Regions from separate parts of the Bos taurus genome. Here region 1 is linked to region 2. Evidence: chromatin contacts called from public Hi-C data. All regions are on one chromosome and are shown on one strand. Each heading gives the region's core, a stretch centred on a gene start, on an enhancer-like site or on the middle of the called end of the contact. The rest is flanking DNA. Distances are from core to core; before and after follow the strand shown. Region 1 has its middle 32 kb from the start of ELF4. Region 2 has its middle 15 kb from the start of ELF4.

The links. A called contact is a pair of places that touch in the nucleus more often than the background predicts.
Region 1: a contact with region 2 is called in a Hi-C map of an unstated tissue, with 2.6 times the contacts expected there. The contact joins two enhancer-like sites. A contact is called at or near these places in 2 of 11 Hi-C or Micro-C datasets (skin fibroblasts and an unstated tissue).

What each region holds. Positions count from the first base shown.
Region 1 is chrX:14,085,858-14,091,349 of ARS-UCD2.0, forward strand. No RefSeq gene overlaps it. Among named protein-coding and RNA genes, the nearest start is that of ELF4, 32 kb to the left of the region's middle. Within about 2 kb of position 2,759, at least 41 of the 102 cell types and tissues checked have an H3K27ac peak or open chromatin away from gene starts, as enhancers often do.
Region 2 is chrX:14,037,978-14,043,668 of ARS-UCD2.0, forward strand. It overlaps a transcript of ELF4 not described here. Among named protein-coding and RNA genes, the nearest start is that of ELF4, 15 kb to the right of the region's middle. Within about 2 kb of position 3,189, at least 32 of the 102 cell types and tissues checked have an H3K27ac peak or open chromatin away from gene starts, as enhancers often do.

The DNA.
Region 1 (5,492 bases), core at 1,509-4,008, 47 kb after region 2:
CTGGAGTTGTGCAGGGAGAGGGCAGTAAGGACCGACACAGGCGAGCACAGGGCAGGGGTGCTTGAATGTGGGGGAGAGAAAAGGAAAGCCTTGTTTTGGAACACGAAGTGGGGACACTGGGCCTGACTCCAGGTCCTCAGAACTGGACATGCAGGAGAGTGATGGGGAGATGCTATGAGGGGGGTTTAGCTCCCAATGTCACCCACTGCACATCCTGCCAAGGGGCGGTTCTGGGCTGAGGCTTGTAACAGGATGTAGAGGATTCTGCCCTTTCAAGGTCGCCCCATCCCACAGGGAGGCAAGGACAAGCCTGAGCCACAGGCTGGACCCTAGACGGAGGCCCGTGAGGCCTGCAGGCACTCCTCAGTTCACCCACCCTGCCCCCAGGACAGGGGGCGAGGGTTGTTGTTGTTGTTGTTGTTGAATTCAGAAAAATACAACATTTAATGTCTATAAAGGTGCAGTATGAGTCATTTCACGGAATGTCTAGGCCCCTTCGCTGGCAGCAAACAAACTTTCCAGCCCTCTTTTGAGGAAGCCATCCAACTGGGCTGCTGCTGCTGGTTTCTGTGTGAGTGAGTGAGTGTGCGTGTGGGTCTGTATGTGAGATGGGTCTCTGGAGGGCCTTGCCTGCCTATGTGTGAGTCTGTGTGTCCCTCAGAGTGAGGGAGAAACTGGGGCTGGTGTGCGTGTGTGTGCGCACACACATGTACGTACACATGCACTCGACTCTTGGGTGTGTCAAGTCCCCTCGAGCACGCGTGTGTTTGTGGAGGGAATGTGCATGTGTGTGTCTGCAAGGCAGTGTGGTGTGTGAGCCTGTGCATCTGAGGGTGTCCACGTGTACATTTTTTCCTCATTGCTGCCAAATTATCTTCCCATCTCTCCCCTCACGAAGCGAAGGGCTGGCTGAGGGAAGCTAGCAGTTGAAGGGAAGGGAGGGAGGTGCAGAGGGGAGAGGGGTTGGAGGGAAACCAAAGCAATTCCTCTCGTCGGAGGAAAGTGTCAGCCAAGGATGAAACTGAAACCGAGGCGGCAGCTCGAAGCGGCAGCACCCTGGGATGGTCCCGGGTCCCACGCTCCCCCTTCTCCAGCCAGCCGTGGAGATTAGTCAGCCTGGAATTCCCATTCCTGCAGCCCCGGCTTGGGGTTGAGGCCGTGGTTAGCACGTGACCCCATTAGCACCCATTATCACATTAACACAAATTAGTATATCAGATCCTCTCCCAGTCACCTAGTGGGGCGCATGGCCAGGCTGGAGGGAGAGGCCCCACTAGCTCAGGGAGGAGAAGCCAGTATGTGGGCATCAAGGGAGGGGGCAGGCTGAGGACTGCGGCAGGTCAGACAGAGGGACAGGGACATCAAGCTTGGACAATATGATCATTTTCCTAGGTCGTGCTCTGGGAGGAGACACCTTGGGGAGGGGGTTGGTAGAAAGGAGGGGGTTTCCAGGAATAGCTGGGCACCGCCCTGTAGGAAGGAGGCCCGGGCTCTGAGGTCTGGGCGGGAGACAGACGGTATTTCTCCTGGCACACAGTGAAACCTGGGAACGTTTAGGATCCTTTGGGGTTTTTTCTTTTTTTTCTCCCTTTCCTTTTCTTCATGGAAAATCCTTAGATAACTTTCTCAGATGGTTTTGGACATCCTGAAAGCAGGGGAGCTGTACTGATAGAGGACAAGATGCACCCAGAACCCTAGCTCAGGGCACAGGGTGTACATCTTTGTACGGATAAGGGAGACATATTCTACCCAGGCATTTATATGTAAAGTTGTATCATGGGAAAAGTCAGCCACTGGAGCCTCTGGAAAGGGTGAGGCTTGCGCCCCCCAACAGCTTTTTTTTTTTTTTTTCAGCTTAAAGGTGTCTGGCCACAGGTTATTTTTGTGCCCTGATACTCTCAATACGTTAGCTAACCAGCCACCACATAACCATGAACCAACACGGGAAGGTCAGCGGCATCATGACTTCTAGAGCTCAGGGCCTGCACAGAGGTAGGGCACAAAGCTCGATCAACCGAGGCCGAGGCTGCAAGTCTGAGCTCCAGATGGGCCTCTTGGCCGTTTTTCTTACATAGCTGCTGAATTCCGGATTGACAAGCACGGAATCCCTAACCGTCGCTCTCCATCCAGCCCAAGGCCGAGCCCGTGTCCCTCCTCCAGCACGAGCCCTGGTCTCAGACTGCTCCCCAGCCCCGGCCACAGCCTGTCCTTCTGCAGAAGACGCATCCTTGGTCTCATGGGAGCCAGGCTGGAGGATGGCTGTTCAGGGAAACCCACTCCTAACGCCTGAGACGCGACTCAGAGTTTCCATTCTACTGCCCGCGGGTCAAGAGCGCCGTCCCTGGAGAGCAAACGCTGCCCCTAAACCGCGGTCTCTTGGCTGGAGGCGAGTCTCCCCAAGCTCTGCAGGGCCCAGGAGGTGGCCCGAGGGACCCTGAAGAAGCGCGCACCAGGCAGCCCCACGCCTGGACGCTAGCGCTGCTGGTCGGCTCTCCGGACTCTACTGCCGCTCGGGTGGGAGCGCCGGGCCCGAGGGACAGTGGGGTCGTGGCGGCCCCTGCAGCTTTCCCCTCGCCCCGCACCCCCGGGCTCCCGGCGGGGGCCCGAGCTCTCCACCCCGACCCCAGCAGTGCGCCCAGGGAGCCTCTGCAGCGCCACCTGCAGGCGGAACGCGCGCCACGTCTCGGGCCGAGGCGGGAACCGGAGGCCGAGCGGGCGGAGGAGGAGAGGGGAGAGGTCGGCTCCTTGGCCCCGAGCGCTCCTCGCTCGCCCGCTGCCTCCTGGCGCCGCCCAGCCTCGAGCGGCCCGGCCAGCGCCTAGCCCCGTCCCGCGCCCCGCCCGGCGCTCGGACCTTCCACTCCTGCGGTCTCCTGCCCCAGGCGCCTCTTCTCGAGAAGCAGTGAAGTCACACCGAGCTCGATACGCTGACTCATGAGAATCCTCCCCCGTCCCCGGCACACCCCTTGAAACTTCCCCGCCATCCCTTCTTTCCCGCACCTCCCTCCCTTCCTTGCGCCCCGTCGGGCGAGCAGGGGCGGCTCCGGACTCCCAGGGAAGGGCCTGTTGGAGTAGCTGAGAGAGGAAGGGCGGGCGGGAGTCCGCGTGAAGACCTCCGCGCTCGGCCCCTGCCCGCCCCGCTCTTCTGGGGCGCATGGGGGCTGCCCCGGAGGGAAGTGCGCTTTTGCAACTGTGGGCAAAACTCCCATCCGGGTATCCTTTTGCAATTATTCACCTACGCAGGAGGCCTCGGGGCTTCAGGACAGGCTGGGGAGTTCGCTTGGAGGCTGAAATCTCTTTGGAACCTCCTGTTCCCGTGAACAGCCGCAGCACAAGGGCTGGCGCCACCAAGGGGACAAACGCGGAGCGCTCTGAGCCTTGAGCTGCCCTCGACCCGGGCATTAGTGAAGTCGCTCAGTCGTGTCCCACTCTTTATGACCCCATGGACTGTATAGCCTGCCTGGTTCCTTCGTCCATTAAGCTGATCAAATGCCTGAGAGGTCGCTGTGGCCTTCCTCCTATGACTTGGTACTGGCGCAGGCCAGGCTGAATTGGGGGTGACTTTGAGGCCAAGGATTCCCTGTTTTCACCACCAGTCTTTGCCCCTGTACTGTGCTGCTGGTTTGAGGACTCCCACTGGAGTGGGACACCAGAAATTAATTTCAACAAAGGTGGCAGAGGACTTAAGGCCTGGGCCAGGGAAGGCTTCAAGTTGGCAGGACTCTGCAGCCTGCTCTGAAACACCTAAAGCTTCCCTTTCCCTCTGGAAAGACAGAGATCCTTAAGCATTATTTGCATGTGTACGTAGGTACTTGCTAAGTTGCCTCAGTTGTACCCGACTCTTTGCGACCCTAGTGGACTATAGGCCGCCAGGCTCCTCTATCCATGGGATTCTCCAGGCAAGAATACTGGAGTGGGTAGCTGTGCCCTCCTCCAGGGGATCTTCCCAACCCAGGAATTGAATGTGCATCTCTTAAGTCTACAGCATTGGCAGGCAGGTTCTTTACTACCAGCACCAACTGGGAAGCCCTAAGCATCCTTTCCCACCCAGCAAATCACAGTGCTGATTTTCTTTCTTACCCTGTATGCAGTTTCCTTTTGTCTCTACAGTAAGGGTTGGGTGGTGAAGCTTGCAAGCTTCCTGGCCCACTTGTCGCTGTATTTGGGGGCAGGGCTCTGCCAAGACCATGGCCGATGTGGAAATGGCAATGTACTAACGAGCAAAGGGGGCCTGCAAACTAGTCTCAGACTTGAGGTTTAATGTTGCATGAAGGGGATTTTCTGTGCTCATTATCTCAGCCTCAAGTTGAAAGCTGCTTGGTTAAGGTGGCTCTTCACCAGCCAGCTCTGCAGGGTGTGTTTGTTGGGGACCGGGAGCCACTGAATGGTTGGGTAGGAACATAGTGCTAAGATGCTAGGATCATGGCTGAGAACAATCTCACCATAAAGCCTTCCTGGGGCAATTTTGGGCTTGAAGCCAGCCTTTTTTAGGGGCTAAAGGATGCCACCTTTCATGAAGCAGTTTTAAGGCTGTCAGACTCTCCATGGAGAGCAAATCAGGCAAGGAGCAATGTCTAGGGGCCTAGGTCTAGGTGTAACTTGCTATGTCAATTACATGTAACTTGCTATGTTGATTACATGTAACTTGCTAAGTGATAAGCCTCAAACTAAATCAACCACAAAAACAATCTGTTGAGTCAAAGGGATAGCAGAAGCAATGTGCAGAAACATTTGCCAAGGGTTTGGGGTCCCATTAGCATCTGCTGTAGACCCTAGAGATGAAAGGCAAGTGAGTCTGTGGAGGGCTGAAGGAAGTCCTGGGTGAGCATCTGAGAGACTTTTCCATACACAGGAGGTTAGAGCTGAGGGTGGAGGGATGATCTGTTTCCCTTCATTTTACAGATGAGGCTGCCGAGAGTTTAAGTAAACAGACTCATGTTCTGTTCCTAGAGATGAGAGAAAATACAAGAAGAGAATGGAGGAAGAACCATGATTCGGTCAGTAGAGGAAAAGCTTGGAGTAGATGGAAGCAGAACAGTAATGCGAGGAGTGATGAAGATCTGATGTGAACTCACACATCACACTCCCAGCACCTTGTTGCACTGATGGTTCCCGATGACCTGTCTGTCTGCCACTAGGTTATAAAGCCACTGAGGGCAGGGACTGTATATTAGTCATCGTCTTATCCCTGGGGCCTGTTGTCCCACAGCGTGCAGTAAGTTATGCTGTATGTTTGCTAGCTGACCAATAAATCCATTTACAAATGTATATATGTATTCATAAATTCAACACCCACATTGAGTGCTCCTTCAGAAGCATTTCTGTGTTGCACTGCAAATACCACAAGAGCACAGGTGGGAACCTGCCTGGGAGCCAGGCAGCTCTGTCCACACACCAGATGTGACTCCTGGGCTTCTCCAACTGACACAGACCTTGGAGACTCCACCGGGACCAGGAAAGATCTTCAAGAAAGTATGAGACTAGGCAAAACTCAT
Region 2 (5,691 bases), core at 1,939-4,438:
GCTTCTGTCTCCTGTCTCTTTTCTCTGCTCCCCGTATTGGCTTTTCTGTAGTTAAAAAAAGATGGGTATCCTTATGAAGTCAGTGAGGGAAGCCCTCACCCTGCTTTGCAGTTTGGGGTCCTTATCAGCACAGCAACTGAGAGCAGGTAGAGTGACCAGTGAGGATTTGGGTCACCTTGGCAAGATTTGGAAAGGAAAGGCAGGTACAAATCCTGGGGAGAAGTGAGTACCTGCGTCAGTTTGGTAGGCTGCGTAGGGGTGCCCCTGCACATGTGCACACATCGCTCAATCCCCAGAGGAGTGTGGTCAGAGGGAGGGGCCCTCTTTGAGGTGGCTGTGAGGGATGATCCTCTAACTCAAGGAAATCACCTGCCTGCCAGCACTGTTTCCTGCCCTGTGTGAGCAGCAGACTTCATGGTCTTGTTACTCACTGCCCTCACTGTCTTGCCGGTGTCCCCTCTGCCCCCCTACATAGTGCAGACCTTCCATGGTTCTGCTTTCCTAAGACCCACCAGCTTTGGAGGCAAGATGCCCATCCTAGACTTTACAACTTTTCTCCCTTCTTCTGAAAACCAGCAGTAGAAAGTATGATTGTGACTTGTGACTGCTGGCTCCAGAATGAGCCTGTTACTGTTTGAAGGGAAGGGGATGTCTGTAGGTCTGGGATGAGGCCCTTGTAAGCTATGCTCTTGGGATCTCTCACTGTGGCTGCCGTGTCTGGAGAGCCATGTCATGTACCAGCCAGGGGGTCTGTCTGTCTGGCCAACAGGAATCCAGCCATCCTGCCCCAGGAGTGACCCCTGAGTTGCTCAGATGGAGGAGCAGCATTAATCCTCCCAATTGGCTTTCATTCCCCACCTCCTGATCCTGAGGCCTCGAGGCTTCCCAAACAACACCTGAGGCCACGTGGTGAATGCGAGGATCCAGCTAAGCCCAGGATGCTTTGGGAGCTCAGCTGGATGGGCTAGGGCACAGAGGTGGTCAGAAGTAATGCCTAATTGACAAGTAGCAAAATGGGAATTGGGGTGGCAGGGAGGAACCCTTGAACTAAGGGGACATCTGAGCACAGGCTTGGAGACAAAGAAGAAGGGTAGTATGTGCAGGAAACTACAACTCCAGTCTCACTGCAGCTGGAAGGTACAGGTGGGGAAGGAGAGTGTAGGAGCCCTGCCAGCCATGCCAAGGAGTATGGCTTTGACTTTTGCCTGAGGTGATGGGGAACCATGAGAACTCTAAACCAGGTAGTGACAGAGGTTTTTCCTTTTTCTTTTAATACATTGGTAAAATATGTTGGAGGTAGGACAGGCAGAGGGAGGGGAAAAGGTGATTGCCTGATTCAGAACAAAGGATGAAGGGAGAGCTTTAGGGGTATAAGGATTTCCATTTAGAGCAGGATGGAGATGCAGTGGGCAAAGTCAGAGTGATTGCAAAGGAATAGGTGATGGTCCTTTGCGACTCCTGGACAGCCCTGGGCGTTTGAGTGTGTGGGCTTGCACACACCCCTTTATTTCTCTGGAGAAAGGAAGTGAGTTGAAAGCCACACCAAACAGCAGTTTCATATTTCCTTGCTTTTGGGCTCCCTTCTCCACACCTTTCCTGGAGCCTTCTCACTGCTCTTCTGCCAGAGTGGGAAGACCAAAAATGGAGGAATGGGGGGTGAATCCCATAAAGCAGGAGATGAGTTTGCATTCCCGGGTTCGGACTGGGGAGAGGACGATCACCTCTTATTAAATGATCTAATCCTTTTCAGTGCGGTCTCAGGGAAAGAGCTAGCCCACCACTTCCCACCTAGGCTTATAGCGGGTGAGAGAGAACCTAGTATTTCGAGCCTTCATTATTCCATCTGCCAAATGGGGCCCAATTAACCGCCAATGGAAGAGAAACATACTGAGTAACCATGGCTGTTTAGCTGAAGTTAGTTCCTCCGACATGCTGAGGTCGCAAGCCTACAGTTGATGGTCTTACCAGAGTGCTTCTCTTTGAGGTGCTGGGTTCAGAGGGAGGCTCTCGGAGTCTCCATACTCCGAGAAAGGACGATCCGCTTTCACTGCAGCCCTATTTGGGTTGCGGGAGGGCGGCGAATTGGGCGGCAAACTCCTGCCCCTTGCATACTTTAACCCACGACGGGGAAGACTGCTGGGCATTTTATTGTGTCCCATTCCTGCTCTGGTGGCTCAGACGGTAAAGCGTCTGCCTACAATGCGGGAGACCCGGGTTCAATCCCTGCGTCGGGAAGATCTGGAGAAGGAAATGGCAACCCACTCCAGTATTCTTGCCTGGAAAATCCCATGGGCGGAGGAGCCTGGTAGGCTACAGTCCATGGGGTCACAAAGAGTCGGACACGACTGAGCGACTTCACTTTCACGTTCCCTGCTAAGACAAGTGCGTGTATGTGTTTAGGGAGGACGGAGTCCGCCCCAAGGGCAGTCTGCTTAGCAGCCAGCGGGAGGCGCCAAGTGCTCGGGCCTTCTGGACCCCGCCATGGGGCGGGGCGGGGCGGGTTCCACGTGTTCCCCTGGACCACGGGTTTCCCCGGTGAGGCGGACTGGCAAGCCGCAGCGTTGGGCAACCGGGCTCGGATGCCTCCCGGGCCGCGCGCTGGTCCCCCGTAGCTCAGAGTCTCGCCACGGGCGGTTGGGGCCCTCCGCGGGCAGAAGGCTGTCGCGGGCGCCTCAATTGCTCTCCGATTTCAAGGTTGAAAGCGGCGCTGCGTGTATCTGTAGCTAAAGGCAGGCTGCGGTGGGAGGTGGGCCAGGCCGGGAGCCCTGCGGCTGGTGGCTGCGGCCCGGGCTCACTCCCGCCACCCGGGAGAGAGTGCAGGCCGGCAACCGAGGCCAGGCCCGCCGCGTGCTCACCTGCTGGTCCTGGAGGCTACGGGTAGGGGGCGACGGGGGCGGGGCCAGGGCGCGACCGGCCAATGGGGAGAGGCTATTCGACTGTTAAATTCCCCCTGGAACGTGGAGGGGGAGGGGGCTGAGGGGAAAGTTCCAAGCTCCCGAGAAATGGAAGGCCTGCTTGGGAACCAGAGCCGCCCAGGGACAGTTTGGGGCGCAGAGTCAGGATAGAGGGACAGGAAGATGCCGGCTGCGGCCGCATCCGCCGGGAGCGGCAGGCCCCGCCCTGACCGCCTCTCCCTTCCCGGGCTCCGCTGGGCCACACGCCCGCCTGCGCTGGCTCCATAGCGCCACCTGCTGGACTCCGGCCGCGCGCCTGGCGTGCCGAGGCCGAGGCTCTCAAAGGACCGACCGCGTTGGCCTCCCTGGCCTGGGATGGCTGGGGAATGAGTTCACTCACTTCGGATCCAGCGGCTTTGGAGCCGGAGGCAACCGCCTCTTTAAAAATACATGATGGGGTCAGAGGAACGACGATCGTGAGAATCACTTCTTGTTCTGTCCCTCCTACCGGGGCTGACATTTCCACCACTCAAGTGACATTTCCACCCAGGTATGAGGAAATAGCGATGAGTCTGTCCCAGGAAGAAGGCAGCAGCGAAGGGCAGTTCAGAGCCGCCCCGGGCACCTAGTGACAGCAAGGCACTGCTGGAAGCAGCCTTGGGCTCCTGTTGTCCTGGGGTGGCCGCAGACATGGGCAAGGGAGGCAGCTGCCTGCCATGCTCTATGAGGGGTCGAAAGCCGTGGGAGGCCCCGTGTGGGTGTCCTTTCCCGGCCTCTCTGGCCTGCCTTAGTATAGCACTGGAATCTCATGATTAGAAACAGGACCCATTCATTCTTTTAATAAACATTTATTGAGCACCTACTGTGTGCCAGGCACTGTGCTAGGCGCTGGGGATACATCAGTGACTAACACACAGTCCCTGTCCTTGAGGAGCTCACAGTCTATTGGAGGGGAAACATACATAAACACATAGCTAAGGCGCTACCATGTGCTAAGTGCTACAATAAGAGGTATATACAAAGTGCTGTGGGAGCTCAGAGGAGGGAGTAATGCATCAGCTGTTGGGGGTGAGGAGCCAGTCTCTTGACTCCATCAGACTATTGCAAAGGCAGGGGTGCTGTTGCTCCACGACCCTGGTTGAAATGAACCTTTCTCCTGAGGCTCTCCTCTAGCCCTCTCCCATAACTACATCAGCACAGGTTAGTTTATCAGCTTAGCTAATTTAACACTTTGAATAGGAAAGAAACTGGACAGGGAAGTTTCTTGAGAGGCAGGGGATGTTCAAAGTAGTAACAACTCTTGGGTGCTAAGGCCAGGGGTGGGGTGGGGGTACCATGAGGGCACTGAGCCAGGGAGGGCCGGCCCTGGGCAGTGGAGCACCCGGGGTGAGTGTCTGTGCAGAGGGGAGGTCGGAGGTCACCTACCTCACTTTGGTCCCCCTCTCTCCCCAGCTCAATCAGTAACCGTCCGTTGACGCTCACTAGATGCTTCGTAGTGTGCCCTGCTACGGGCGACAGTCCCACTCCCCTCAGAAGGTAACACACTAACTGGGGAGACTACATAAGTCCAGGCCATTGAAGATTTAAGTAACAGTTTGTCATTATTATAGAGGCGATGTCACAGGCTGCTCACAGTCAGTTACCAAAGAATGGCACTTGCAACATATTTCGAATGAACTCACTTAAGGGTAGGCTGGTCTGGGGAGGCAGTGTCTATGAACTGAGCCTTGAAGGATGGGTATAATTTGATGAGTACTAGCGGGGTGGGACGGAGAAGGCAATGGCACCCCACTCCAGTACTCTTGCCTGGAAAATCCCATGGATGGAGGAGCCTGGTAGGCTGCAGTCCATGGGGTCGCATAAGCTTAACTGGACATGACTGAAGTGACTTAGCAGCAGCAGCAGCAGCGGGGTGGGAAGAGCATTGTGGTTGAGCAGAAGCAAGAAAAGTAAAAGTACAGAGGGAGGCAACTCCAACAGAAGCAGGTGCAAAGGTTAGTGAATCCATCCGTTTGACTGGAGCAATACAAGGGGTCAGGGGAGCAGTGGGAGGTGAATGGGGAAGTAGGCTAGGACGTGATGGTAAAGTGCAAAATACTCCTGGAACAACTGCCCTGAGCCATCAAGTGCTCCCAAATCCCTCCTCCAGGACCCCTGGATTGCCTTGTGAGTCAGACAATAAAGGGTTAATGCCCAGCCACTAAGAACAGATTGGAAGTTAAGGATTTTGAGTATTACCCCCATTTGTAGGCAGTGAGAAGCCCCAGGAGACTTTTTGGCAGAGGAAGAATAGAGCTGGTGCCCTGGCAGGTTGGAGGGGGTGACTCAGATCACACTGGGGGACTGCTGATATGTCCAGGGAAGGGGATAAGCTCTGGGGGAGGCTGAACAAGGCTGGAGGCTCTCTTCAAGTGTGGAAGAATGGCTGGATTGGAGAGACATGGCAAACCACACCGGACTTGAGGCAACGAGTAAGGGTCAGGGTCAAGTGAAGTGGCCAGCAGATGGCTCTGAAATGTCAAGCTTAGAAGGTCAGGACAATAACAGAAATAGGCAAGTCATGACAGCCTTTTTGTCTGGAATGGTTTTGTGTGTTGGAAGACTTCCAAAAATCCATTTTTGATAGAGGGACAATCTTTGAGGGTCTGACAATCATCTAGGTAGAACTATCCAGGAGAAATGTGAGCCAGAAGCTGAGAAGAGTAGGGGCTGGGCCTCTAGATTCCATACCCAACCTGAAGAGCCTCACTGGAGCCAGGAGGATGGCTGAGGCTCGTGGGGTGCCCACAGTGAATGT